Regions from separate parts of the Sus scrofa genome. Here region 2 is linked to region 1. Evidence: chromatin contacts called from public HiChIP or PLAC-seq data. All regions are on one chromosome and are shown on one strand. Each heading gives the region's core, a stretch centred on a gene start, on an enhancer-like site or on the middle of the called end of the contact. The rest is flanking DNA. Distances are from core to core; before and after follow the strand shown. Region 1 has its middle 150 kb from the start of MIR9807. Region 2 overlaps JARID2 (protein Jumonji).

Evidence for each region. HiChIP or PLAC-seq counts read pairs in DNA pulled down with a chosen protein or histone mark.
Region 2: a contact with region 1 is called in an H3K27ac HiChIP or PLAC-seq map of skeletal muscle, with 4 times the contacts expected there. The contact joins two enhancer-like sites. A contact is called at or near these places in 2 of 2 datasets of contacts at active chromatin or transcription factors (alveolar macrophages and skeletal muscle).

What each region holds. Positions count from the first base shown.
Region 1 is chr7:10,908,333-10,914,267 of Sscrofa11.1, forward strand. No RefSeq gene overlaps it. Among named protein-coding and RNA genes, the nearest start is that of MIR9807, 150 kb to the left of the region's middle. Within about 2 kb of position 3,694, at least 25 of the 83 cell types and tissues checked have an H3K27ac peak or open chromatin away from gene starts, as enhancers often do. A contact at or near this core is called in skeletal muscle, where this site is marked.
Region 2 is chr7:11,488,246-11,494,235 of Sscrofa11.1, forward strand. The region is part of intron 3 of JARID2 (protein Jumonji); the gene reads left to right. Among named protein-coding and RNA genes, the nearest start is that of JARID2, 130 kb to the left of the region's middle. Within about 2 kb of position 2,561, at least 24 of the 83 cell types and tissues checked have an H3K27ac peak or open chromatin away from gene starts, as enhancers often do. A contact at or near this core is called in skeletal muscle, where this site is marked.

The sequences.
Region 1 (5,935 bases), core at 2,444-4,943:
GTCGGATTCGTTAACCACTGCGCCATGGCAGGAACTCCTTGACAGACATTTTAATGCTTACGCATGCTCTGGTTTTATGGGGTCTATGTGTATGTAGCTTCTATTCCCTTAAACGGATTAGGAGCTTCCTAAGGACAGTAACCAAGCATACCCTGGATTTTAGGTTCCCCATTGAGTTCCCAGCACAGTGCTACATGCGCCGAGGGTACTTATCAATTACCTCCTGCCCAACAATTTCCAAAGTTAAAATACAGCTCAAATTTCTCGTTTCAAATATGGCACAGTTCGGAGTTCCTGTTGTGGCGCAGTGGAAACAAATCTGACTAGTATCCATGAGGATGCAGGTTCGATCCCTGGCCTTGCTCAGTGGGTCAGGGATCTGGCATGGCCGTGAGCTGTGGTGTAGGTCCCAGCCTTGGCTCAGATCCCGTGTTGCTGTGGCTGTGATGCAGGCCTGCACCTGCAGCTCCGAATCGACCCCTTGCCTAGAAACTTCCATATGCCGTGGGTGTGGCCGTAGAAAGAAAAAAGTATATGGCACAGTAAACTAAGGCAGTAGTAGCTCTAACCTGAGCAAAATCTAAACCCTTAGAGTGAGGGGTTTTATGTACTCAAGGGTCTCCTTTTACAGGCCACCAGTTTGCTGAGAGTGTAGACAGCCCCCAGCTTCACAAGGTTGTCTTGTTTGTGATTGGAACCTAGAAATGCAAGCCCTTGAAAGAGTCTGACTCAAGAGTTCAGCCCTCATTTGCCCAAGAAGAAAGGTGCCCATAGCCAAGTCAAGCTGACCGGGTGAAAGCTAGGGTGTTCAGTTTCCTTTCAAATCAGCCACTATAATTGCCACTCGCATTTCACATGGCACAGATCACACCTGTGTTGTGGGGCCAGGAACAGTGGCCAGCTCACCACCTTCAGAAACCCGGGTGGCTCAGGTCCAAGGCAAACAAGACTGAACAGATGAACCACGCAGTGAGAACTGTAACATGCCACTGTAATCCAGGGAACCTACCCACAACCCAGCAGGGCAGGGTGTAGCCCGGAACGTGCCGGATTTAGGGTCCATTCCACCTTCAGCTCTGGGAAGGTGAGTCCCTGCTAACTGCTAGCGTCAAGAAACTCTCTTGCCTCTTCCTGGTCTGAAAATGTCGTTAGTCCAGTTCGATGAAGCTTCATCTTAGAAGTGAGGTGTGGCCATCTCCACGGCAGACCTGGCCTCACAAAGTCTGTACACAGAGGACAAGCCAGCCACCGACACTCCCAAGCCTGTCTGTTATGAATTAAGCTCACGGGAGCTGGTAACCACTTAGGGTGTTCCATGAACTTCGGAGGATACTGTTCTAGGAAGGCAGCCCCTCCATGTCCATTAGTTCAAAAGCCAGTCAGAATGGAAAGTGAGAGTGAAGTTGAGATGCCGTAGATTCCGCAACTTCTAAATTTAGTTAGCTCTGCACCCCCCCCAGGCCTCCCAGCCGGGAAAAACTATAGCAACTGGGTGAAAAGAGAGGGAGGATGTAACGCACTTCCCAGGTACAGCCAGGGCCTCGCGCAGTGGAGACGCTGACAGTGCCAGGTGGCTCCCGTCTTCATTCTCCTGTGATGCCAGCACCCTCTTTAGGATTCTCCCCAAGGCCGCTTAAAACACCCCTGGAAGCTCTGAAGAGGGTCCTCCAGGTTCAGGACCCTGCAGAGGGGGAAATGCAACCAGCTCTGCTGACCCTGGGGTGCACAGTGAGGTTGGTTCCTGAGTGTGAAGAAAGTTGCAGCGTGGATGTAACTGCTGCTACGGCAAGGGCCTGCCTCTGTGGGGGTGAGGCAGTAGGGCCGTGGTGCCCCTCACAGGAGGTGCAGGCGAGGGGAACCCACAGAAAACAGAGGAAGCAGTCCCTTCTGCAGGGGTGAGCTCTCCCTCTAGCGCCTCCTACCGGCCGAGCGAGCTGAGCAAGGAGAAGGGTGGTTTCTGGGGGCCCAGTCGGGGCGAGGTGAAATCCAATGTGGAAGGACGGGCGTGGAGTCAGGAGGCAATAACTTAATAACTGACACCCCTGAATGAGACAGGAAGGCTCCAAGGGCTCTGAATGAGGGGGTGACAGAGATGACTCACGGAGGCGGGGAGGAGAGCGGTCACGGCGGAGGTGGGAGGAGGTGGCTGGGTTCTGGATATTGTTAGTCTCGCTGGATTCGCTGATGACGTGCCTGTGGGCTGGGAGAGAGCGAGGAGTCAAGGGTGACTCCCACATCTTGGCCTGAGTCACTGAATGGAGACAAATCCTCAGGAAAGGGAAGGTCAGGGCAGAGCAGGCTCCCAAAAAGAGGGCCATCTGGAGCTCGGCGGGGGGCAGGTGAGCTCCGAGGGGCCCCAGCCTGCAGCTCAGGCAAGGAAAGGTCTGGGTCAGAGGTGTGAGACGGCCCACCAGAGAGATGCCTTGTAGAGCCAGGGGGGCGCATGGGATCAGCAGCGGTGTGTCAGCACTGCTCAGAAGGCCCAGCAGCCAGGAATGGGATCTGGAGTCAGGATGAGGTAGATCTGAATCTGATTCTCCCACCATTGGATATTCCCGGGCAGGTCTTCACCCCCTGAGCTTTGATTCCTCATCTGCAAAGTGGGGGTGCCAAGCATACTGGTGGCTTTGGTCCTCTGAGAGGATGCCGTGCAGTGAAGGAAGGAAAGCCCCCCAAGCCAGCACCTGACACACATTCCAGGCTGGAGAGCGAGGCCGCATCAAGTCTGTCCTCTCGGGGTGGGGTGGAGGGGGGGGACTAAGGACAGAGGACGTCAGGAGGGGAACTTGAGTGCCTCCTGACCTCCGGATGAATGTGGGCTCATGGGAGGCGGGGGGAACCGCTCCTCTTACTTGTGAATAACTGGCCTCGGAGTGAGAGACACAGGGCAACCATCAGCTATGAACAAAAAGGAAAGTCAGATTCACAAAAGGATTGTCTTTAAAAAAAAAAATCAGCAATCTTTGAAAAAGCCAGAACTGAGTTTGCAGGGCAAGAGCAACAGAGAAACAGACTCCTGCCGCGGGCTGAGCCAGGAGGCGCCAGTGCGTGCCTGCCGGGAGCCGGGAGGGGAGCTGGGCTGAGTCAGCCCGGGCGCTGCATCACGACACTCGCCCCCACACGCCAGTCACCACCCGCGGCAGATCCGCCTGGGAGCGACCCCAGCCTCCCGTTAATTGTTCACCTCTCATCAAGCACTCTCACAGGAGGCAGGCGTGTCTGTCCAAGGGCCCCGCTGCGGGGTTCTGGAAGGTGCTACTGTATTCCTGGCCCAAGAACTGAGGCCAGCTGCTTGCACAGGGCGCGCCCCTCCTGGGGGGTAGGTCAACTCAGGAAACCAAGCCACAGATCACGACGCTCAGAAAATCCAGCAGTGCAGTGAGGGAGTCTGGCCGTCCTTGGGGAGCTCCTTAAAAGCACCCCGCCTGCTGGACCCCCGGGGCGGGGGCGGGGGAGAAGAGCAGCGCCCCCATCCCCATCCCCAGGGAGGCAGGAGGGACTTCTGAACAGTCTCTCCACGGTCACCTCATTTGGTATCCGAAGCTCTTTGCGTCGCTCTGTTTACAGCAGCCTTTTCCTGCACAAGTTCCCAGCACTTTCACAATGTAAAAAATGACTGTCCGGGGATTCTGCTCCAAGCAGCTGTTTCTGGATGCTCGGACAGAGCCATCTGGAACAGAGATTCCCAACCTCAGCTGCAATCCGAGTATCTGGGGGAGGCGCTCACGGCACCGATGCCTGAGCTCGCCCGGCCGACTGCTACGGGCTACACCGTGTCCCCCCAGATTCATGGTGGAAGTCCTAACCCCAGCGCCTCAGAGGGTGCTCCTCTTGGCCATCAGGTCTTTGGAGGGTGGCTAAAGTGAAAGGAGGTCACGACAGTGGGCCAGCTCCAATGTGACCCGTGTCCTCATGAGAACAGGAGATGAGAGCACGGACCCCCTGTAAGGATGCGGGAAGAAGGCAGGCGGCTGCAAGCCCAGCAGAGAGGCCTCAGAAGAAACTAACGCTGCCAGGGCCTTGATCTTGGACTTCTAGCCCCCAGAGCTGCGAGACAATACATGTCTGCTGTTTAAGCACCACCCCACCCCCTGAAGTCTGTAGAACTTTGCTGTGGCAGCCCCAGGAAATAAACACACCGACTGAGTCAGACTCTGTGGGAATGAGGCCCAGGCATCAGTATTTACGAAGGTTCTTCACGTGTCTGGACTGCAGCTGCATTTTAGAATTCGCTGTTCTAGGCAATAAATCCCCTCCAGGCCGCTCAAACCCAGGCTGACCCTCAGGACTGCTTCACTAAGACGGCGTCACTCGAGGGGCTTGGTGTAACTTCCCTCCCTCCTTCCATCTTGAGAATAGCGAATCGGACAGATCGTTGCCCTCGCCTCGACCTCAGGCTCAGCGTCAATGAAGTTCCATCCACCCTCCTTCCACTAAAACCTGAAACCACTGGGTGTTTCCTAAGAAAATCTCTAACAAAGTCGAGGGCCTAGAAAAGGGCTCTAATCTGATGAACGACCCCGGGGGAGGGAAAAGTCTGCTTCGAAGGCAATCGAGGGACGAAGAGGCCACATCTTCCCTCTTTGGAGCACGGCCCAGTCAAACAGAATGTCTTTTTTTGGTCCACAGTAACATCTTCCTCGGAACGGTCAAGTGGCCCTCTTAAGTGCAGGCAGGGACAGGGGCAGCGGTCTCTGGGAACGGCCAGGCCTCCTTTTTTTTTCTCCTGGTTGGTTCAAAATAAGCCATCGGTGGTAGTCTGGTCACTGTGCCGCTTTAAATAATGATACTAAGAGGGGGTTTCCCTTCTGGCTCAGTGGGTTAGGAATCCGACATGGCATCCATGAGGATGTGCGATGGATCCCTGGCCTCACTCAGTGGGTTAAGGATCTGGTGTTGCCACAGGCCGCAGTGAGTTGCAGATGCAGCTCGGACCCCATGGCGGTGGTATAGGCTGGCAGCTACAGCTACAATTTGACCCCTAGCCTGAGAACTTCCATATGCTGCAGGTGCAACCATAAGAAGAAAAAAAACCAAGAATGATACCAAGATGGACAGAGAGCCTGCACCCTCCTCTCCTGATGGCCTGTGCCTCTGTGTGCCCACCTGTAACCCAGACCCGGGAAGTCGGGACAGCTGAGCGCCACATGGGGAAGGTGAACTGTCAAGGCTTTTAAGCATCCTCCCTTTCAAACATATGTGGAACCTTATCCACATATGTTTTCCCGGCACTGGTGTACCGTCCCCTCCCCCTCTTTTTTTGTTCATTCCTGAAAGCTTCTATTATCAATCACTGCATGGGGTAAATTTTCAAATCAACAGTCAGAGTTTTTAAGCTGCATGACTTCTATTACACTCAGAGGAGGCAGGTGACCAACATCGTTTTGAGATGCAGTCTCAAAACCGCGCTCAGCGGCTTATTTCCTTGGTGTTCATCCATTCACCTTCACGGCCCATATCAAGGCTGGGTTGTGACAAAGGCTTCTCCGAGGATGGCTCTGTCTCTCGCGGAGGGCCCAGGCCGAGAGGGGAGTGGAGACAATGGGCTAGGAGAGAGAAAGGCCGGCGAGTGGGTGTGCAGCCCACTTTTCCTCGGCACTCTTTCACACTCTGCGAGGAAGGGACGTGGCTTGAGGCTGGGTGTCTAGTTCTCCCTCCATCCTTGTAGCTTCCCTTCTCCCAATCACGGAAGTGGCCCTGAAGGATGCCTTCCGCCCACTGGCGAGTCTGTCCCTAAACGAGAGGTCCTGACCCACATTCCAGCAGCTCCACCTCTCTGCCCTAATGGGGGCCAGTCTTGGCCCCTCCCCTCTGGTCTGGTGTTTCTTTCTGGCTATTTGAACTTTGGTGTCTGATCTCATCTTTCTACCCAGACGCTGCCTTTTATGTGACAGTTAGAGGTTAAGGAAGACCTCTGGATAATCTCTAGGCCACC
Region 2 (5,990 bases), core at 1,311-3,810, 580 kb after region 1:
CCCCAGAGGCAAGCTGAAGGGGTGTCTGTGTTCAGGTAGATTGAGTCTTGTGGGGACCCCGTGATCTGCCTGATGGTCTTGAGGGTGCAAAAATGTATGTCAGCAGCATGATGAAATTGCTAATTTGTTCATTTTCTTGCGGCTGAGATGTAATTCTGTGTATCAGTCAGCTTGTGCTGCCATAAGAAAAACAGCCTAGACTGGGTGGTTTAAACAGCAGAGCTCTGTTTCTCACAGTTCTGGAGGCTGGAAGCCCAGGATCCAGGGTGCTGGCCGCCTCACTTCCTGGCTGCGCCCCTCACATGATGGAGAGAGGGAGTGCGTTCGTGTCTCTGACTCCTCCTAAGGACACCTGCCCTTAGGTTAGGGCCCCGCCCCATGACCTCGTTTAACCTCTGCCCCCCCTTTACCAGCTCTGTCTTCACATACTGTCACACTCAGGGTTAGGAATGGACCCTGGGGTGTGTCACATGCAGTCCGGAACAGTTCAGGACTCAGGGTTTGAGATGGTCACAACGCTTAGTTTTGAATTTTAGATTAATTTCCATGTTTGGTGGGACTATAACAATTTCCTGATAAGTCAGCAAACCCTGTAAGAGCTGTTTTGACCTTAAGGAAGATATTGTTCCTCTCAACTGGGTAGGATTAAACTCGGACAGTGGCTGCTTTCATGAGACCATTTGGATGAAGCCAAGTCCCTTGCTTCAGTGGGGTCAACCGCTGATTCATATGCATAGGGAGCTGCTCTCCAAGGCTGGGCCAATGTGACCCTAAGAAGACCAAAAAAAAAAAAAAACCCTCAGTCTTGGAAAAGGGAGCTGCTCTCCAAGGCTGGGCGCTCAGGAGAGGGGGTTTCCAAGCCCCAGGACTTGTTGGGGCGGGGGCGGGGGGGTCATGGGCAAATGACATGGCCTGAGAAGGACGATTTTCCCTTGAGTTTGGAAAAATGGTGTGATTATTTGAAGTTGAGAGAATCCTATTTGTTATACATCAGTTCATCTTATTTGCCTAAATATTATGCTGTAAATGTAATTTATAGGGCAGTGCTTTCTGAATATCGAAAATCCTCCACTGGATTGTGAAGGGAAGGGCCTGTGGAGCCACCAGCTAGGGCTGGCGCAGCCAGAGGTAGCTTGCTCATGCATGGAACTTCTCTGGGTTCCTTCCTGTAAAGGATAACACCACCTGCCTCCTTCTCCTTGGAGCACAGGCTCCTGTGTTTTCTAAATTTTACCCAGTTCGTGATTTGAAGCCTGCGGTACGTGCGTTTCATGGAGCTTATAATCACCATCAGATTTACCACAACGGACTAGTGCAGTTTTGCTTTGCTGGTGACTTTCTTAGATCCCGTTCTCCCCAAATTTAGAGAACCTTTTAACTTAGCTTTTGGAAATAACCTGTTATTACTTGAGCCACATTAAATGCCTAGAGTCCTGTACGGTATGTATTTAAAGCCAGAAGAGTGATAACTGGATATGCTTTGGGGAAATTACCCTACGGTCTACAAATCCCTTAATTTACAATTCCTTACTTTATCTCGCTTGCTGCCAAATCTCATCTATCCTTCTAGACTCCTCTGTAGTCTTTAGGGTCTTTCTGCAGAGGCCCAGATTTAGCTTCCTTATAATTTCTTTCTGAAAGACTATAAAAGAAGACAGGTCTCTCATTCCAGGAGGTTTGGGGACAGTGAATGAAACATGAGCTGTTTTATAACCTCAGCCTTGTTTCTCAAGGAGAAGAGCGGCCAGTGTCAGCCCAGCCATCAGCCAGGCTGTCCCTGTGTGGCTCCAAGGAGGGCCCAGTCCTGTCCTTCCCTGCCCTGCCACCAGCGCTCCTGGATGGGCCCCTTCCCGGTGCCCTACCCTGCCCTGCCCTTGTCTTCTGCATTATTTCTTAACCAGGGCTGTGCTTCCCTTTGGCAGGGAGGTGGGCATCTTGGTTGTGCTTGGCACCTGATCTTGATGGCAGGGAAGGCCATCTGGGCCCAGCCTCGCAGGCAGCTTCTGGTGCTGTCTGAGGTGGCACTTGTTCCAGTTTGCCAGGGCTCTGCCTTCTGCCTTCTGCTGCATGAAGGCAGCTCAGGGTCTCCAGCGGGAGATGTTCACTCCATTGTTTTTGCCGCTCTCCTTCCCACCCCTTCCTGACTCACTGAATCCCCACTTGGAAAGTTGCACCCCACCTTTTGGAGGGTTGACGAATCCTCTTCAGACACGGTCAGTGCAGTGCTGACACACCGGTGGAAATGTTCCAGAAGATTCCATCATGGCATGCAGGAATTCCATCGTGGCTGCGCTGGAAGTTGCCTAGCCCGTACCCCAGCCTTTACACTGTCTCACTCGGTCCTTGACCTGACTTCAGACAACTGGTGCTCCTTGAAAAGGGCCTTTCCAGTCGACTTGGTTGGAAAGTGTTACAGTTGTAAAGGGTGAGCTGGAAGCCTCTCAGCTGGCACTTTCTGAATCCCTCCGAGGAAAATATTGGCACAAGCTCCACTCCCCGTCTGAACCCTCCTTATAAATCCACAAGCCAAGCGTTACGGAGCCACCGCGCAGGGCCAGGTCGAGCTGTGTGGGGAAACACGTCGTCATCCCAGCCGAGCCAGCCGGCTGCTTCCAGACACCAGCCCGTTTCCTTCCCTCTTCTTCCCATATTTCGAGGTTAATCTTCCTGCCACTGAAAATAGACGTGTCTAGTGAATGCAACTGACACTGCGTTTCTGTATGTTTTTTTCTTTCCAGAGAGCCTTTTCTGCAGAAGATGCAAAATAGCGTTTTTGTTTTGTTTTGTTTCTTTCTTTTTTCTCCCCCCTCCTCTTTTACTATTTCAGTAAGAAGGAAAGCGCTGGGCTTCTTGATTCAACAAGTGTTGCACCTTTGAAGGAAGGTCCCCTTTTTTCATTTTGGGCCTTTTTCCCCCCCTCTGGTTTCAGGGGGCAAGGTGCCGAGATAAGAAGCAGGAGCCTGCCGTTGATTTATTATCCTGTTCGTTACCATCTGTCTGCCTGCGCTTCGGTCTGTTAATGGAAAGCCCGATGTGAATGTGCCATGGGGCCTGGGAGATTTCCATCTTCCCAGGTTGTCTGACGGCAGAGCTCGTACACTCACTGCTGTCCGGGCCCCCGCCGGCGTCCGTGACGTGGAGAATAACCCCGGGGAGACCCTTGGCTTAGCTGCTCTATCCATCCTTCACAACCCTGTCACCGCAGATGCCGGCCAGCAAAGATGCCTCCCCCAGCAGTGTCCTTAGTGCCCGCCGGCCCACTCGTGGCGCCCCTTCCTGCTAGGGTCTCCTTTATGGAGGAATTCCAAGGGGATAGATTAAGATTGCCATCAAGTGGCTAGTCTCGGTAGTGGATGGGAGGTGCTGGGCACCACTGCTGGCTGACTTGCCACACAGTCTCCTTGACGTTCTTTGCCCCATTGTGAAGCAGAATCCAAGTCAAGGGTGCTTTCTGTCTGAGGAATTGATGGGGTTTCATTGGAAGGTGGTGGACAGAGAGAGCTCAGAACAATCTGTGTATTACACATACTCAGAAAAAAAGGCATCCGTATGAACCAAAGCTACGCCTTCCTGGATAGACTCTGAAACGCGAGGTGGGTTCAGTGGCCCTGGTCTAGCTTGAGGCCCTGGAGCTGTGAATACACGTGAACTAGAGGCTTCCTGGAGGGAACTGCGGGGCATTCATCCTCCTGCCAGTTGCGGGCCAGGAGGCCACAGCCCTCCAGCCCCTGTCGTGGAAATTGGCAGAGAGGACCATGCTGTCATCTCTGAAAGAATGGCTCACAGTCCCACCAAGGGGGAAGAGAACTAGCAGACCTGACTTGGCCATCGTCTTGGGCTCCAGCTCATTGTTTCCCAGCTCTCTACGTGGAGGAATAATTTCTTTCTCAGAAGCAATAGTTTTAGCATTAATGGGATGATTTATTTAAAGTCCTTAGTACCTGGCAGAAGGGAAGCGTTCAAAGGGCATTTGTTACTGAGGTTCTAGATATGCATTACCTGACCACTTCTCATAAAAGCTGTAGCTGTGTCATAAAACAGCACACTTAAAGGGCTGTATTAAAATTGGTTTGCTTCATTCCTGAGGTCTGGGCGCCAGCCTGTAATTAGACCTCCCCCTAGGACTTGGGGAGCAGAAACCCTGACCTAGGTAGCTAGCAGGAAATGATCCCTCTTTTGTTTTTCGCAGCAGGTCATCCCTCAGTGCTGTTGGGAAACCTGCCCAGTAGGAATAGGAAGAGTTGGGTGTGTGGGGGTGGGGCGCCCCACATGCGCACAGAGCGCTCGAGGCCGGTTTCTGAGCTGGCACTTGGTTCATGAAAGAAGATGGGTCTGTACCAGCTGGCTTGGTGGGGAGAGGCCTGAGGCCCAAGGTGGGTGGATGGAGAAAGTACATGAGGATGGCAACCAAACTTTAGGTCAGTGTCAAAGAAAGGACATTCTTAGGGCCTTTATTTTCAGAAGCTTTTTATCTTTTTATTTATTAAAATTTTTTTTTGTGTGTGGGGCCTCATCCATGGCCTGTGGAAGTTCCTGGGGTCAGGGATCGAATCTGTGCCACAGCTGTAACCAGAGCCCCAGCAGTAGATCCTTAACCCTCTGAGCCACCAGGGAACTCCTCAGCAGCCTTTTAGAAGTGATAGTGGCTATGTTATATAACCATTCACCCCGCAATCTGTCAAATCATCAACCCCAAGTTTCTGGATTCCAGCCCTTTAAAGCAATAGTGGATGCATCAAAAAGTTGGTACATTGTTATGATACGCCCTGACTTGGTCTTAGAATTCTAGTTCTGCCCTGGGTATCTCTATGAGCAGTCATCCCTTCCTTGGTTTTCTCCTTAAGTAAAATAAAACCCTCACCCCCCCTTTGGCTCACTTGGTTCTGTTTTAGTGATGAGTGATGACAGGGTGTGTCTAAGGGAGGCTTATGGCCTTCCAGCTTGCTCCATGCCCTGTGGTCTGGGGTTAGGAAATGTTTGGATGCTTTTGCAGAAGCTGGAGGGGCGTGGCAAGGCCATAGATAGGAGGGGGGCTCTGGTGTGCGCATCCTCCCTGCACCAGAAGTACAGGGGGCTGGCTTCTCTGCTCATGTAGGAAGGAGGCAGTGAGCCTAGAGCCCTCTGTGGGTTTACACCTCTCAGTGCCTGTATCCTGGAGCAAGAGGCGAGTCTAACGCAGAACAGTTTCATGTGGCACCTTGTTCCTGAGTCTAGGTGCTTGCTGACCGTTCACCCTCCAGCTGTATCAGGATCACCTAAAACCATTTGTGATTTAAACAAAACAAAACACTTCTGTGGGGTAATGACTTTGCACAGAAGGTTTTTCTACATTCCTTAGCTTTCTGCATGAGCTTGTGGCTTTTGAATGCTTCTAGCCTCCCTGTTCCTTCTCCCCTCCTGTAAGAACTAGACCAGCGCACCGTGAGCCATTGCTGTGTTGAAGGCGATTGGTCCGCCTGCTGCTCTCCTTTCACCCCGCCGTCTGTCTGACGTGTCCTGTGGACTGGGTCCTCGCAGAGGACAGCAGAGAGATGAGGAGCTGCTGCCACCTGCACGCTTGGCTGTTGGGTCTTGAGACAAAATGCAGAAACATTCTGTAGATGAGCACTGGCCGGGAAAGCTCTCTGTGATGATGGAGATGTGACATCTGCGTTGTCCTAAAGGGTAGCCACTAACTAGCCAGTTGTGACTCCTGATTCCTTGGTACGTGGTTGTTCTGGCTAGTTTTAGTTAATTTTCAAAGCCACCTGGTGACCTGAGTTACAAATGAGGCCTTGCAGTTACAGAGACAGGCTGAGCGGTTCAAGTCTCCTCTCTTATTCTCCTCATGCTCTATTTTTGTTGTTGTTCTTGTCTTGTTGCCTGGAAGTCCTTTTAGATAGCCATTGTGGTTAATTTCAGAAGCATGCTCTTGGTCTTCTAGGTAGACAGTTGCTGACGAAGTGAAAGGATAAGGACGTTTGATTTAAGTGCCTTTTAGTGTTTGAGGC